Linked DNA regions of Mus musculus: region 2 is linked to region 1. A link is a contact called in public Hi-C data. All regions are on one chromosome and are shown on one strand. Each heading gives the region's core, a stretch centred on a gene start, on an enhancer-like site or on the middle of the called end of the contact. The rest is flanking DNA. Distances are from core to core; before and after follow the strand shown.

Region 1 (6,376 bases), core at 2,475-4,974:
CATAAAATAACATGCTAGGCTGAAGGAAAAGACTGGGGACGACCATCCTGTGCTGAAGACAAGCTAACTTCCAGCCTCTACCTCAAAGCGTCAAAGTAGTATTTCATCTCTTCTATGGTTGAGTGTGAGATGTCACTTGGTCTTAGCTGATGGCCCTGTTTTGGGAGGTTGGGTGCTTTTAGGAGGTGGAGCCTCGCTAGAGGAAGTGAGCCACTAGAGGATGGCCTTGAGGTTGACTTGCCAGGGTCTCGCTTCCTGACTGCTCTCTGCTTCCTGACTGCGGAGGCACTGTGATCAGATGATCTTACTGTTCCCTCTACATTTTCCCCACCTCGATAGACCTTAACCTTAAAACTGAGCTAAAATAAACCCTTGTTGCTTTAAGCTGCTTTTATCACTGCAATGGGACAAGCCACTGATGCAAGTGAGCTGTTTATTCCAATATAAAGTATGCTCAGATATCGGGAAGCCTAAATATGGCAGATAGCTAGTAATGGTCTCTGAGACTCAATAAGAACATGTCTTCTTTCTACCAGAATTGAAGCAACCCGTCTTCATACTTGGACAATTAGCTCATCCTCTTTGAGGCCAACGGAAGTCTCAGTCTCTCCTCTCTACTTCATTTCTCTCCTGTCTGCTCTCTCCTCTTTCCTCTTACCTGTCTCTGCCTCTTTTCCTTCTTTATCCCCCTCCCTTTCAGATCAATGCTTGGCTTTATTAGTATGCTAAAAGTCTCATCTCTAGGATTTTGGGTGATATCTCATCTTTTCTGTTCTGTTATAATATTTTTAAACCTATACAGTGAATTACAGGTGTAACTCTTGTTACTTTATGTGAGTGGATAAAGGGAGATGAGGAAAAAGATAAGGCTTACCATGTACACCAGTATCAAAGCTATACAAAGCTGGGCAGTGCTGGTGTACACCCTTAATCCCAGCACTCAACAGTCAGAAGCAAGTGGATGTCTGGGCTTGAGGCCAACCTGGTTGACAGAGGAGCCAGTTCCAGGACAGCCAGGGCTACACAGTGAAACACTGTCTTGAAAACCCAAACAACAACAACAACAACCACAACAAGGACAACAACAAACACCATCACAACAACAATCACAACAAAAAACACAACAGCAACAACGACCACCATAGCAACTACAACAACAACCACCACAATCACAACTATCGTAACAACAACCACAACTACAACCACTACCATCACAACAATAGCAACAACAACCACCACCTCAGCAACCACCACCACTACTACCACCACCACAACAACCACAACCACAACCACCACTACCACAACCACCACCTCCCCCATAGCAACAACAACTACCACCACCACCAGAGCAGCAGCATCAAGAACAACAGCCCCAAAGCTGATGTATACAAGTGGTTAGCACACTGGAGAATTGCTCATGCCTTGCTCTCCTAATCATCTTCTAATGAGTGCTTTTACATACTTAGGGTTTTAACCCAGAGTTTTGTTCTGAAGAGTTCTGAGTTGATTTTTTTATCATTGTATGGTTGCATTGTTGAATGAAGTCTGTCTTTCCCTCAAGACTGTAAACTCCAAGATATTTGGACCATTTTACCTTTTTAATGATCATCTCTGTATTGCTCTAGCATCTAAAACAGATTCTGGAACAAAGATATATGTGTACATATTTGAATAAATGATAAACAAACTTTTCCTAGTACATGAAGATGGTTGCAGACAGTCTGGGCTTTAAGTATTACTATCATAAGATCTTCCAGTGTCCAGCTTAGAGTCAACTTAGAGTGTCTATTGAGGGATTGTTTAGATTGGATTGGTTTATGACTCCCCTTCCCCCACCTGTGATGGACTGACTTCTGACTTGATTGATAATTGGCATAGGAGGGCCCAGTCCACTGTGGGTGGCAGCATTCCCTGGGCTGGAGGTTCTGAGCAGTATAAGGAAGCTAACTGACATGAACTACAGAGCAAACCAGCAACATTCCTCCATGATTCCTGCCTCAACTTCTTGTTTAGTTTCTGTCCTTACTTCCCTGTACAAGGGACTGTAACCTTGTAAACTGAAAGAAAAGTTTTCCTTCCATAAGATGCTTTGTCAGAGTAACAAGAGATGAAGGTAGAATACCCAGTTTTAGGCTTGAATTATAAATCACCCCAAAACTTAGTAGTAGAAATAGCACTGTGTTTTATTCATAGATCTGTATGCTAGGAATTAAGAAAGGGCCCAGAAGAGTGGCTTTTTTGTTTGTTTGTTTGTTTGTTTGTTTTGTTTTTTCAAGACAGGGTTTCTCTGTGTAGCCCTGGCTGTCCTGGAACTCACTCTGTAGACCAGGCTGGCCTTGAACTCAGAAATCTGCCTGCCCCTGCCTCCCAAGTGCTGGGATTAAAGGCGTGGGCCACCATCGCCCAGTCTTGCTTCATGATTTTTGATGAAACACTTGAAGGCTGCATGCTAGACTCATCTGGAAAGTAGCATAGCAGTAAAACAATGTTGACCATCGGATAGACCCTTATTTTTCATCCTCTCTTGTCTTTTCTGTTTGTTTTTTCTTTGTCATGTAGATTGGTCATCATCACAGAATGGTTGTGGAGGTCTGAGCTATGGGAAGAAAGGAGAGGGCGGGAGAGGGGGAAGGAGAGGACAAGTCCTCCTCTTTTTCACACTTTCCCCATGTCTTCATTTATTGACTTAGGCTGCTTAGTGAGAAAGAGGGTGGAGGTCATTTAGCATCTTAGACTATGAGGCTGGTCATGATCATTACGAACAGACAGAGTCAATATAGGACACTGCAAACAGACTGATCTCAGAAGGGTTTGTCAGTATTGTGTGTGAGCCTTGCTCATTGCTTGCTGAAGAGCTGGGTGAAGGGAGCCTGTGGAGTCTCACGCACTCCGAGAACCTCTTTGTGTCTTCCAGTTACACAGGCAAGATTTTATGGGGTGGGTAGCATATCTGTTTAAGCAAAAGAGAGGCTGAGTGGAAGAGCTGGGGATGGAAGAGGGCAAGTGGACAGGGATCAGTGTGCATCTTCATCACACTGGACAGAACAAAGAGCACCCAGCACCTGGCTTCCTTTCCTGCCGAGACTCCTTTCTCCCCATATGCTATGTTCTTTAGAGTGGAGGCTCCAGTGCTTCTCACGGTAATTCCTCTTCATGGTGAAAATACCTACTTCTAAAACGGCAAAGCAGCCTTGCTGGGAGCACATCCAGGTCCTGCCATGCTGGGAAATGGTTTACCCCACGACTGAAAACCTCGACTCAACACAGCTCTAACTTCTCTTATTTAGATCAAAAGTATTCGTTTACAACATCGGTCCTGTGAGCATTGTTTTCCTGCTTTGCAGTTGCTGGGGTTCTCTGCCCTCTTGTCTCTGCCTTTCCTTGAGTTATGATTGGGACAGAAAACTAAATGAAATATTAGGGAGTCAAAGACAGCGGCACAATCCAACAGCCCCCGGTCATCTCTAGAGAAGAAAGTGTTGAGCAGAGCTGAGAGCCTTCCCACGGGCAAAAGAGTTTCAGTGTAAAAGTTCTTAAGTGTTCTTCCTGGTGGTCCAGTTTCAAAGGCCAAATTTTCAGACAGTTTTGGGGACGAAATTCCTCTTTTCTTTGAAGCTGGACAGCGGGACTTTTTAGCGGGAAGTTGCTCAAGCAGCACCGCTTGTACATGGTGACCCTTTGCTTTGATTTATTATTCTACTCCCCATGGGTGTGAAGATTGCAATTCATCATCTGGTTCCTACGGCAGGTTTTAGAGTCTGCCTGAGGTTGTTTGGTCCTCGGTAACCTGGAAACCTAATTGCAACAACAAGCCATTTAAAGGCAGCTCCTCTCCGAGTGCTTACAATAAAAGCAATACCAGGGAGGACCAGCCTGTGGCTGACCAGTATGTCCTTCAGACAAAATGACTCCTGATTTATGCCTATTGATGGTTCGGATGCTGTAATTCAGAAGCATGCTTAGTAGAACAAAGAGGAAAGAGAAAAAAAGAAAGAATGCCATCGAATGTAATAGTTGGTTGAAGCTAATACTTTCTTTTCCCCACCAGATGAGTGAAATAAAACAAATAAATAAATTTAAAAAAAGGAAGATGTGACTGCTCCTAGGTAGGGTGGGAGAGAAAGGTTATTGTAGATATGAGGGAGAGCATAGACAGAGGCAGAGACAGAAGCATCTGGGAGCATCCTGAGTGAACAGGACCTTGAGCCAGGCCACATGAGGGGGAGAAGAGAGAACAGAGAAAGGAGAGGGGAGAGGGAAGAGGGGAGAGGAGAAAGGGGAGGGGAAGGAAGAGGGGAGAGCTGGAGGTCAAAAGACAAAAAAAGGCTTGCACAACCCAAATGGCTTGGTTATACAGGGAAGAAGAGCAGCTGGGGGAAGGGCAGCCCCGGGCAGTTTAGGGTATCAGTCGGGTATGCCAGCCAGGAGGACCCTGTAACAAAGAAGGACTGAAGAATGCTTGGAGAACCTGGTGGCTGGCTTCAGCTCTGCTTTATTAATAGGCAGCTCAGTTAGCTGGTTGTCCCAGGTTTGAGACCTAACACCTCGAAGAAGTGAGTATCTTGTCCTTTGTATTTGGGAAACTGCAAGAGGTTTGCTCCCTTAGATGAATTTGTATTCCGTCTCTTAGTATTATTTCATATTATATAACACCTTAAGGTAAAAATACACTAGTCTTTCTCACTTAGGAAAGCATAGAAATTAGATGTGGAGAGAAAAGTTAGTCTAAATAAGTTTAGTCACCCCACTTGAGTGTTGATGAGCAGTTTGTGGTGCAGCTTAAACAAGGCAGCAAATCCAGGGCAGAGAAGATAGATCTCTGGGAACATGCTTGGTATGCTAAGTGAGGACCTTGGTCTGGATCGCTGGCATCCATATAACAAGTTGGGCATGGTAGAGTGTACCCTGTGGTCCCATCACTGGGGGGCAGAGAAGGGCAGGTACCTGGGTTGTTGCAAAGACCCATGGATTAGGGTGAGGGCAAGGTTTATCCAACCATGTCTTCATTTGGGTATTGCAGAAACCAATGCTGATAGATAGAAACTGGTGCAGGGAAGACCCACAGGCCCCATGGCACCCAATCTGTGTCATATCACAGATTCTCTGGATTCTTTGAGTCAGTTCCTTTGAAGATGTGGAACAAACTTGACCTTTACCCTCACTGGTGGGCTCTGGTTTTTAGGTGTTATTATAAATGCTTCTCCAATCCCCACTGTTTGAAACTTGGTCTCTCATGTAAAATTGCCACCCAAGCTGTCTGCTTGCTCCTTGGTCTTACTTCCAGCTGCCATCCTGACACCGTTGAAAAAAGCAACTTGAGAGAGAAAGGGTCTGTTTGGACTCACAGTTCAAGGGTACATCTGTCTACCGTGGTGGAGTAGTCAAGACCCCTTCACAGTCACGGTCAGGAAGCCGGGAGTGACGAAACCCTCTACTTAACTCAGTGTTCCCCTTGAAGGTCAAGGTCCCTGCCCAATTAGTGATGTCATGCACAGCAAGGCTGGGTCTCTCCCCACATCAACCTGATCAACACAGTCCCTCACAGACATGCCCAGAGGCTAAATGTCCTATGGGTGGTCCTGGAGGCTTGCCTCCCAGGTTCTTACAGCTCTGCAGGTTGAAAGCAAGGTATAGAGGCATGAGCACATAGGCCCTTTAAAAGCACATTTGTTTCAATAAACCTAAACGGAAAAAACCGTATTCACCTAAGCTTAGTTTTCTTATGTATATTGATACTGTACTTAGGGAAGCAAGCAGAGAACGAGGAAAGGCTTTCCCTGAAGTCCATTTTCTGTGCAGGGGATGAGAGCGAGCATCCCTGTTTAGTTAGGTTCTTTATTGCTTTGTGTGCGCTGTTCTGCTTAAGGCGAGTAAGCGAATTAAGCCTGAGTTTCTCTCCAGACTTGTCTGTGGGCTGGGGAACAGGAGCTGAGGGATTTTCCCAAGGACCTACGCCAGTTGACTGAGCTTTGGGGTACCCTGATCTCTTCTGAGCATAAAAATTTGGATTTCACACAGCCTTTGCTATAACTGGGAGGATGTTAGTATTTGCTTATTTGCTGTAAAGTCAAAAAGTTGTCTGGAGTCACTAAGTATGATGGCCTATAAATGCCTTTATTTGAGAAGAATTGGGACGAAGCATAAGGAAGTGGGTGTTCTGTTTCCTCAGTGCTAGCTGAAATGTTTGAGTTTGGACCACTGGGCTTGGGAGATTCTGGTGGTGTTCCCTTCACACAAGCCGTGGTCCCAGGCCTTTCCTGAGATAAACAGGTTGGGAAAAGAAGAACAGGGCCTCACTCCTGTGCAGCCCTTTCTATGTTTCTACCTGACATGCTCTCTCTGATGTAGCTGAAGTATTGTAAATATCAACACAGCA
Region 2 (7,234 bases), core at 1,916-4,415, 38 kb after region 1:
CAACCGTGAGCTGCCTGAGGTGGGTGTTAGGAGCTGAATTTGTGTGTGCTGCAAGAACAGTATGCACCCTTAGCCTCTGAGCTATCCCTCCAGCCCTAAGAATTGTACTTTGTTCTCATATTTTCCTTTGGGCCTTGTGGCAGAATTCTGTCTGTGTACATGCCATGTCAGTCTTAGCTCTCCACTCTCATAGTTCTATAGACAAGCAGCACAGTATAACTACAGAGACCCAGTGTAACTGGATAACCGACCCAGGGTCACAGGGTCCCAACTCAGCCCTTCACGTTCCCTGCTATTGTGCTTTGCAAGTTTGTATTTGCTAGTACGAAGTCTGAAAAGCTAAAATTTCCACTAAAGATGTAAGGTAGTTGCTGCTCGGCAGCACATGTCTCAGACACATGTTTCATTCATTTGGGATTCTTCCTTAGGAAGGCTTTCTGCAACCATGTGAATATCCAGAACGATGCCTGACTGTCCAGGTGTCTGTCTGTCCGGGGGGGGGGGGGTGGTGGTGGTGGTAGAGATGAGTAAAAAGACAGGCATCTCTTTGATGCTTGTAGTCTATTACAGGAGATAGCTGTTGACCTAACAATTCTGTAAGTCAGCAGAGATAACTACAGAGTATGATAAAAATGAAATAAAAAAAAAGCCTTCAGAACAATATGAGAGTCTAAAAAGAGAAAACCTATTTAGATAGCTATGCAGAGGCCTCACTGAAGAAGTGACTCTAAGGTATAAGGCATATTTCCATCCTGTAGAAAAGAGGCTCATAAGGTTAAACCTGCCCTCATATGTTAAAATATAAAAATTAAAATGACAGTTTGTCTCTCTTCTCACAGTGCTCCCAGAGTGCTGTGAATATCCATCTATTCATTATTCATGCTGTCACGGACTCTATCAGCTACCCACCCATTCACCTCATCAGTGATCCATCCTTCAACTATCAGCCACACATCCACCCACACAGCCAACCACCCCTCAGTAAACTCTATGAGCCATCCATTCACCCATTCCAAGAGCCATCCACCTACCCACTCCACCAAACACCCAGCCTTCCTCCTTGTCAGCCTTCTATCCTTCACTCTGTCATTCAGCTGTAAGCTTCGTCTGCTCGACATCTTTCCTCTCTCAGCCATGCATCCTTCTACTCCATTAAGAACTACGACCCATTTTATCAGACATTCAGCTATCCACTCTGCCTACCATCTACTCATCCACTCCAACAGCCATTTACCCACCCACTTGTCCACCCTGACACCTATCTGCATCTATGTATCAGCCATGCACTTACCCACTCTGTCATCCACCCACCCACCTACCCACCCATCATCCATCTGTCCATCCATCCATCCATCCATCCATCCATCCATCCATCTTCTCTGTTAGCCATCCATCTCTCCACACTACAAGCTACCCACTCACCTATACTATCACCTGTCAACCCATTCGCTCTATCAACCTATTATATCAGTCCATTCATCCAGTCAGGTGTTCACTCAACACATTATTTGTTGATGATTTATTTACTAAGTGCCAAGAATGACTATACACATTTAATGTTATAAAGAAACTGACCATGATCTTCCCGGATCTTTCAAGTCCTTGTGTGTGTGTCAGGAGGATGGAGATGTCTTGGAGCCAATCATGCAGGAAGGAGATGGCAGGGAAGAAGCTGAGGTAGAAGAGCCAAAGTTATCCAAATTGTTGATAAAGAATGTAATAGGAGAAGGGGAGGGAGAAGACCAGGGCAGTTGGTGCTGAACAAGGAGGGGCTGGTAGCCCAGTCATACAGACCCAAGCAAGGCTTGCACCCAGGCCTCCACGGGAAGCCACTGAGGGGCTTAAAGGAAGACTGCTAGCATTTGATTTATACTTTTAAAAAAAGATTTATTTATTATGCATACAGCATTCTGCCTGCATATATAACTGTGGGCCAGAAGAGGGCACCAGATCTCATTACAAATGGTTATCAACCACCATGTGGTTGCTGGGAGTTGAACTCAGGACATCTTGGAAGAGCATCAGTGCTCATAACCTCTGAGCCATCTCTTCAGCCCTTGACTTATACTTTTAAAGAAAAAAAAAAAAGAAAGAAAGAAATTGTGTGTGTGTGTGTGTGTGTGTGTGTGTGTTTGTATACGCGAATATAGTAGGTACCCATGGAGGCTAGAAGAGTGTCGGATCCCCTGGAACTGGAGTTAGAGGTGTTTGTGAGCTGTCTGACATGGGTCCTGAGAACCCATCTTGGGTCTCCTGCAAGAGCAGCAAGTGCTCTTGACCACTGAGCCCCATCTCCATCCCTTGGTTTGTAATGTTTAAAGTCATTATGGCAAACACATGTCAGAGAAAGAATAGAAGAGGCAGAGGGTGGTTGGAGTCTAAGTACGGGATGCAGGTACCTGGGCTCTGTGGCTGCAGGGCTGACGGGAGGGCTCTCTGTCAAAACCTCTTTGAGTGTGTTATTGCTGGTCAGTTTACTTGCCCATCAGCTATTGGTGCAGTTCCTTCCGGGGCTCAGTTGCAGTTCTTGGACCTCTAGAGGTTTCAAAACCCTGACTGCGTATAGGTTCCCTCTCTAGTGTTCTCTAGAAGTCTATGCCTGGTGCCTTTGATGTCAAGTAGGGAATAACTTGGAGGAACTTGGTCAGGACAAGGGAAGAGAAAATAAGTGAAGGTTTGTTGCTGCATGGTTGGTATTCATCTGAGGAGAGAGCAATCTAGAGCATGGTGCCTGGCGCACACCAAGTTCTCATTCAACCCACACAGGGTGTGTGCGGATGCCTGGCAGTGAGCCGCCACCGCGTCCTATGCCAGTAAACTCAGTCACAAGCTTGGTTTTTAACAGAACTAATTTACACCTTTTCTATAATTAATAGGTTCTCTGGAGAACGCTGGGCTTGATAGATCATTAACTGTCTAGCCCCACGGGAGGGGGATGAGTGAGAGGCCTGTGTAGGAGGGTGGAGCTTCCTACTTCAGGCGCTTCTGTCGACCTCCCTCAGCACTGACCTTAAAGGGGACGCAGAACCAGATTGTGAGGCATGTGTGTCTCGCACACAGCTTCCTATTGATTGTGTTATTGCATGAAGAAGAACGGCTATGGGAGAAGGAGGTGTGGGGAGTGGGGACGGGAAAAGTGGGTGGGAGAGTGGGGAGGGGAAGGAATAGGGCTTTGGGATATAGGTAGACTGAAAACAACTAGTAGAATTCATCGTATAAAACGCTCTAGCGACTGATAAGTGGGAGAAATGCAGAAGTTGATAAGTTGAGAATAATTTTAGGTTATTATTCTAGTCTCAAAATAAAAAAGAAAAGTGACTTATTTTCATAAAGAAAGCTCCACACATGCAGATCCTTCGCCTCCGTTGTTCCACCGCACGGGATCAGGGAGCCCTCTAGTGGCAAAAAGGTGAAAATGACAGAAACGCTGAAAAGCGAACTGGTCTGTTTTTGTTAATGTCCGGTCAAATGCATTTTATGGTCAGTAGTTTGGGGTTAAATATTAGGATTTCCATGGTCTTGACTCAAGACTCAGTTGCTTCCACGAATCAATCAGTTATCATGAAGTCACTGTGAGGCAAATCATAAATACATTAAAAAGAAATTTTCCTATCCCCCCAAATTGCATTCTGTAGTGTAGGTTTGAAATTGCTGTCAGGATAGGCAGCTCAAACCTGCCATCGGTAGGTGCATGTGAGAGAGATGTCAACGGAGTCATAGCGCGCTGTAGGAGCTCTTCAGCAAGGCCAACTCACAAAAGGCCCTATGGGAAGGAGATGGAGACAGGAGATCCTCAGGGGGTTTCTGGCTAGCTTGTGTAGGCAATCGGTGAACTCTCAGACTCATGAGAGACCCTGCTTAAACAAGGCACACACACACACACACACACACACACACACACACGTGCTCACACGCACGTACACACATGCACACACAGAGGGGGAAAGAGAGAGAGGAGAGACTAGCCAACTAGGACTCATGAGAGACCCCGCCTAAACAACACACACACACACACACACACACATACACACACACACACAGAGAGAGAGAAACAGACAGACAGAGACACACAGAGAGAGACAGAGAGAAATAGAGAGAGAGGGAGAGAGGGAGAGAGAGAGAGAGAGAGAGAGAAGGTGCCAGATGTGAAGCCTCTATCTGCATCCAGGGGTGCACACCTCTCCCACACACATACACAAACAGAGAGGGAGAGGGAGACAGGATGTGGAGCAGGGGAGAAAGCAGGGTCGGAGAAACACCGTGCCTGGAGAAAGTGAGTTCTTTTCAGTAGACAATGCTAAATACATGGCTTTAACCTTAAACTATGTGCTGCTAGTCCATGCCCCTGACCATCAGGAATAGTGCACGTGTGCGTGCGTGTGTGCGTGCATGTGTGCATGTGTGTGTGTGTGTGTTGTGTTGCTTATCATTTGCTAAAAGAAGTCAACAGATTGGAAGCAACAAAACAAATATTCCCCAAAATGTTGAAAACACATGTGGATATAGGTTGATAATCTCTGTTTGCAGTTCCGAGTGTTACTCTGGGCCAGTAAAGTAACTTCTCTGTAAACCCTGCTAAAGATTTCTGCAGCCGGGCAGTGGTGGAGCACGCCTTTCATCCCAGCACTTGGGAGGCAGAGGCAGGCAGATTTCTGAGTTCAAGGCCAGCCTGGTCTACAGAGTGAGTTCCAGGACAGCCATGACTGCACAGAAAAACCTTGTCTCAGAAAAAAAAAATTTTTTTCTGCAAAAAAGAGAATTCACCATTCCTTTCCCATGCCACATTTTCTATGCTGTTCAATAAATATAGAACAAAGGTTTTAGTTGGGACAGGCAACAGGGACAGACACACACAACAGACAGACAACAGATATGCTACAGATCACAAACCACAGAAGTGGAAGACACAGGGAGAGGGGTGTAGAATTCCTGCTTGGCTTGCTTCTGGTCTAACTATCCCAAGAGGAAGTTAAGGTGACATTAACACATGTACCCATTGAGACACCTCCCAGCCCTCAGACCATCCTACTTAGTGTTCCCTAAACCATTTCTCTGAGTGGTTTACCCTTTGAAAATGAGGTAATATTATTAACCCCCTAGGTGGTCGACAACAAGGTCTCCATTCTTTCTGTCACACAGTCCTGCCCTTGCTGGAGTCCCACTCCCTTACCCATGGGTTTCCATAGAGTCCTTCCAAGCTTAACAGCATCTCCAAACCTTCTAATAAGGCACTGACCGTCTGTGAAGGGTTGCTGTTGTCACGAATTTTACAGTGTTCAAGTCACAGGATGTACTGACGTCACTAAATACAGACCAGTCTGGGTTTTGCTAGCGACTGCAGAAGCTCCACTCCTGTCCTGCTGTCTGTCTGTCTTCTCCAGACAGTGACTGTACTGAAAAATAGAAAAGAAAAAAAAAACTCTGCTTGTAGATCATACAATAATTAAATGGAAACTAGATGTCTAAATTGCAGTTGGAATGGGAAATTAAATTATGCAAAAATGTTATAGATTTGGACAAGTTTTCATACTGTTAATAAATCTATGCATAATTCATTTTCTTGTAGGCTGTGACAAAATTGCATAAATAACTTCATTTGTAAGATGGGGATTTTTTTTTTCTGTTCTTAATTGGGTGATGGCTAAAACAATTTAAATGCTTTTGGGTGACTGAATATATAAATGTTTAAAATGAGCAGTTATAATAGGCTTCCAGGCATATTTGTTTATTTAATATTACTACATTATTTTCAGACAGTAGCACAGTACAGATGTTGCATAAAGATTGTACCAGTATGGTTGAGTTGTTTATGTATGTATGTATGTATGTATGTATGTATGTATGTATGTATGTATTTATTTATCTATTTATTTACTTACTGCATTCTTGCAGCACTGGAGATTGAGTGCTGGGTCTCATACACGCTCGGCAAGTGCTTGTTCTATCAGAGTCACAGCCCTGTCCCTGATTTGACTTTATATCTTTACATACATCCATATCTATATCCTCTGATTTTAGAGATAACACAAGACCCTTCCCATCAGGCAATATGATGGATAGGGTGCTAGATAGCCACATAGTTCTAGGGATCCCCCTCCGCCCATGTTGGGATTGCAAGTACAACCTCTATGCTGGGCTTTTCCTGCATGTGAATGAGCCATCTATCTCCCCAGCCCAGGAATGGCTTCATTTTCTGTTTGTCTCTGTGTGCCATGGGATGGAATCCTGGCCTCAACATGTGCTAGGTAAGCACTGGGCCTCTGAGCTCCATCCCCAGCCCTAGGGGAAGGAGTGTTGTGCTACACCTGCCTCTAGGAAGGTGTGTTTGCGGTTACTGAGATACTAAGACCAACAGTTGGAAACTAATTCAGGGCCCTGTCTGTCCCTGGGCTCACTAGTTAGCCACATGAATGTACTGGGAACAGTTCACGAGCCAGTTGTGACGGTCTAATGTTTTGTCATTTAGGGAAATTATCGGCAATCCAAGTCAACCATCGGGTCTAGTGATAACTCATCTCCTCAGCCTCTGAAAAGGAAAGGGAAGAAAGACTCAAACTCAGAAAAACCCACGAAAGTGAAACAGAGTGTGAAGTCGAAGACTTCCCACCAAGCAATCCCAGACAATGGTGAGTTGCGGTCAACGGTCTAACGGTCATTTCCATGTCATGTTGTTATCTTTTTAAGGACGTGGACCCGTTTTAATTCTTATTTTAAATTTGTTATTTTTACCTATGTGCAGGTGTAGGTGTGTGTTGAGGGGCGGGTTATGTGTGTGTGAGTGCAGGTACCTGTGGATGCTTGAACTGTGCGAGGACTCTGGGAACTGAGTCTAAGTCCTCTGGAAAACTAGTAAGTGGGCTTTAACTACCTACCGAGCCGTCTCTCCAGCCTCTAGATTTTCCTTCTTATCTTGCAGTGGTCACTTATCCGGGCTCACAGAGGGTGTTCCTTTTTGTCTTATCATATGTGATGCTCTTCAAAGGAGATTTCCATTGGGCGAGAAGCAGCTGTGTCTCACACTGGGCTCCTACTTTAAGGCAGGCTTAACAGGACAAAGGGGAGCATTGCCATCCCGTGCACTGCTGAGAGCCCTTGCTTGGTACCTTTATACTTTGTTTAAGCACTGTTGACACTGGCCTCTGTGGGTTGAGGGTCTACCCTTGCCTGCACTCAAGATTGCTTGTATTCACACCTCACATTCCCCGAGAAGATGTTCTGATATCTAAATGAATAT

Evidence for each region. Hi-C and Micro-C count contacts between places; a contact is called where the count stands out from the background.
Region 2: a Hi-C map of uterus shows a contact between it and region 1, with 2.9 times the contacts expected there. The contact joins two enhancer-like sites. A contact is called at or near these places in 10 of 484 Hi-C or Micro-C datasets (the AML12 cell line, embryonic stem cells, granulosa cells and 5 more), 2 of 115 datasets of contacts at active chromatin or transcription factors (embryonic stem cells and kidney) and 2 of 9 other capture datasets (adipose tissue and embryonic stem cells).

What each region holds. Positions count from the first base shown.
Region 1 is chr13:25,073,732-25,080,107 of GRCm38.p6, forward strand. All of the region lies in intron 2 of Dcdc2a (doublecortin domain containing 2a), which reads left to right. Among named protein-coding and RNA genes, the nearest start is that of Dcdc2a, 21 kb to the left of the region's middle. Within about 2 kb of position 3,725, at least 25 of the 459 cell types and tissues checked have an H3K27ac peak or open chromatin away from gene starts, as enhancers often do. A contact at or near this core is called in kidney and uterus, where this site is marked.
Region 2 is chr13:25,112,781-25,120,014 of GRCm38.p6, forward strand. It overlaps Dcdc2a (doublecortin domain containing 2a), which reads left to right. Exons shown (of 10, transcript NM_177577.3): 7 at 6,467-6,626. Among named protein-coding and RNA genes, the nearest start is that of Dcdc2a, 60 kb to the left of the region's middle. Within about 2 kb of position 3,166, at least 99 of the 459 cell types and tissues checked have an H3K27ac peak or open chromatin away from gene starts, as enhancers often do. A contact at or near this core is called in kidney and uterus, where this site is marked.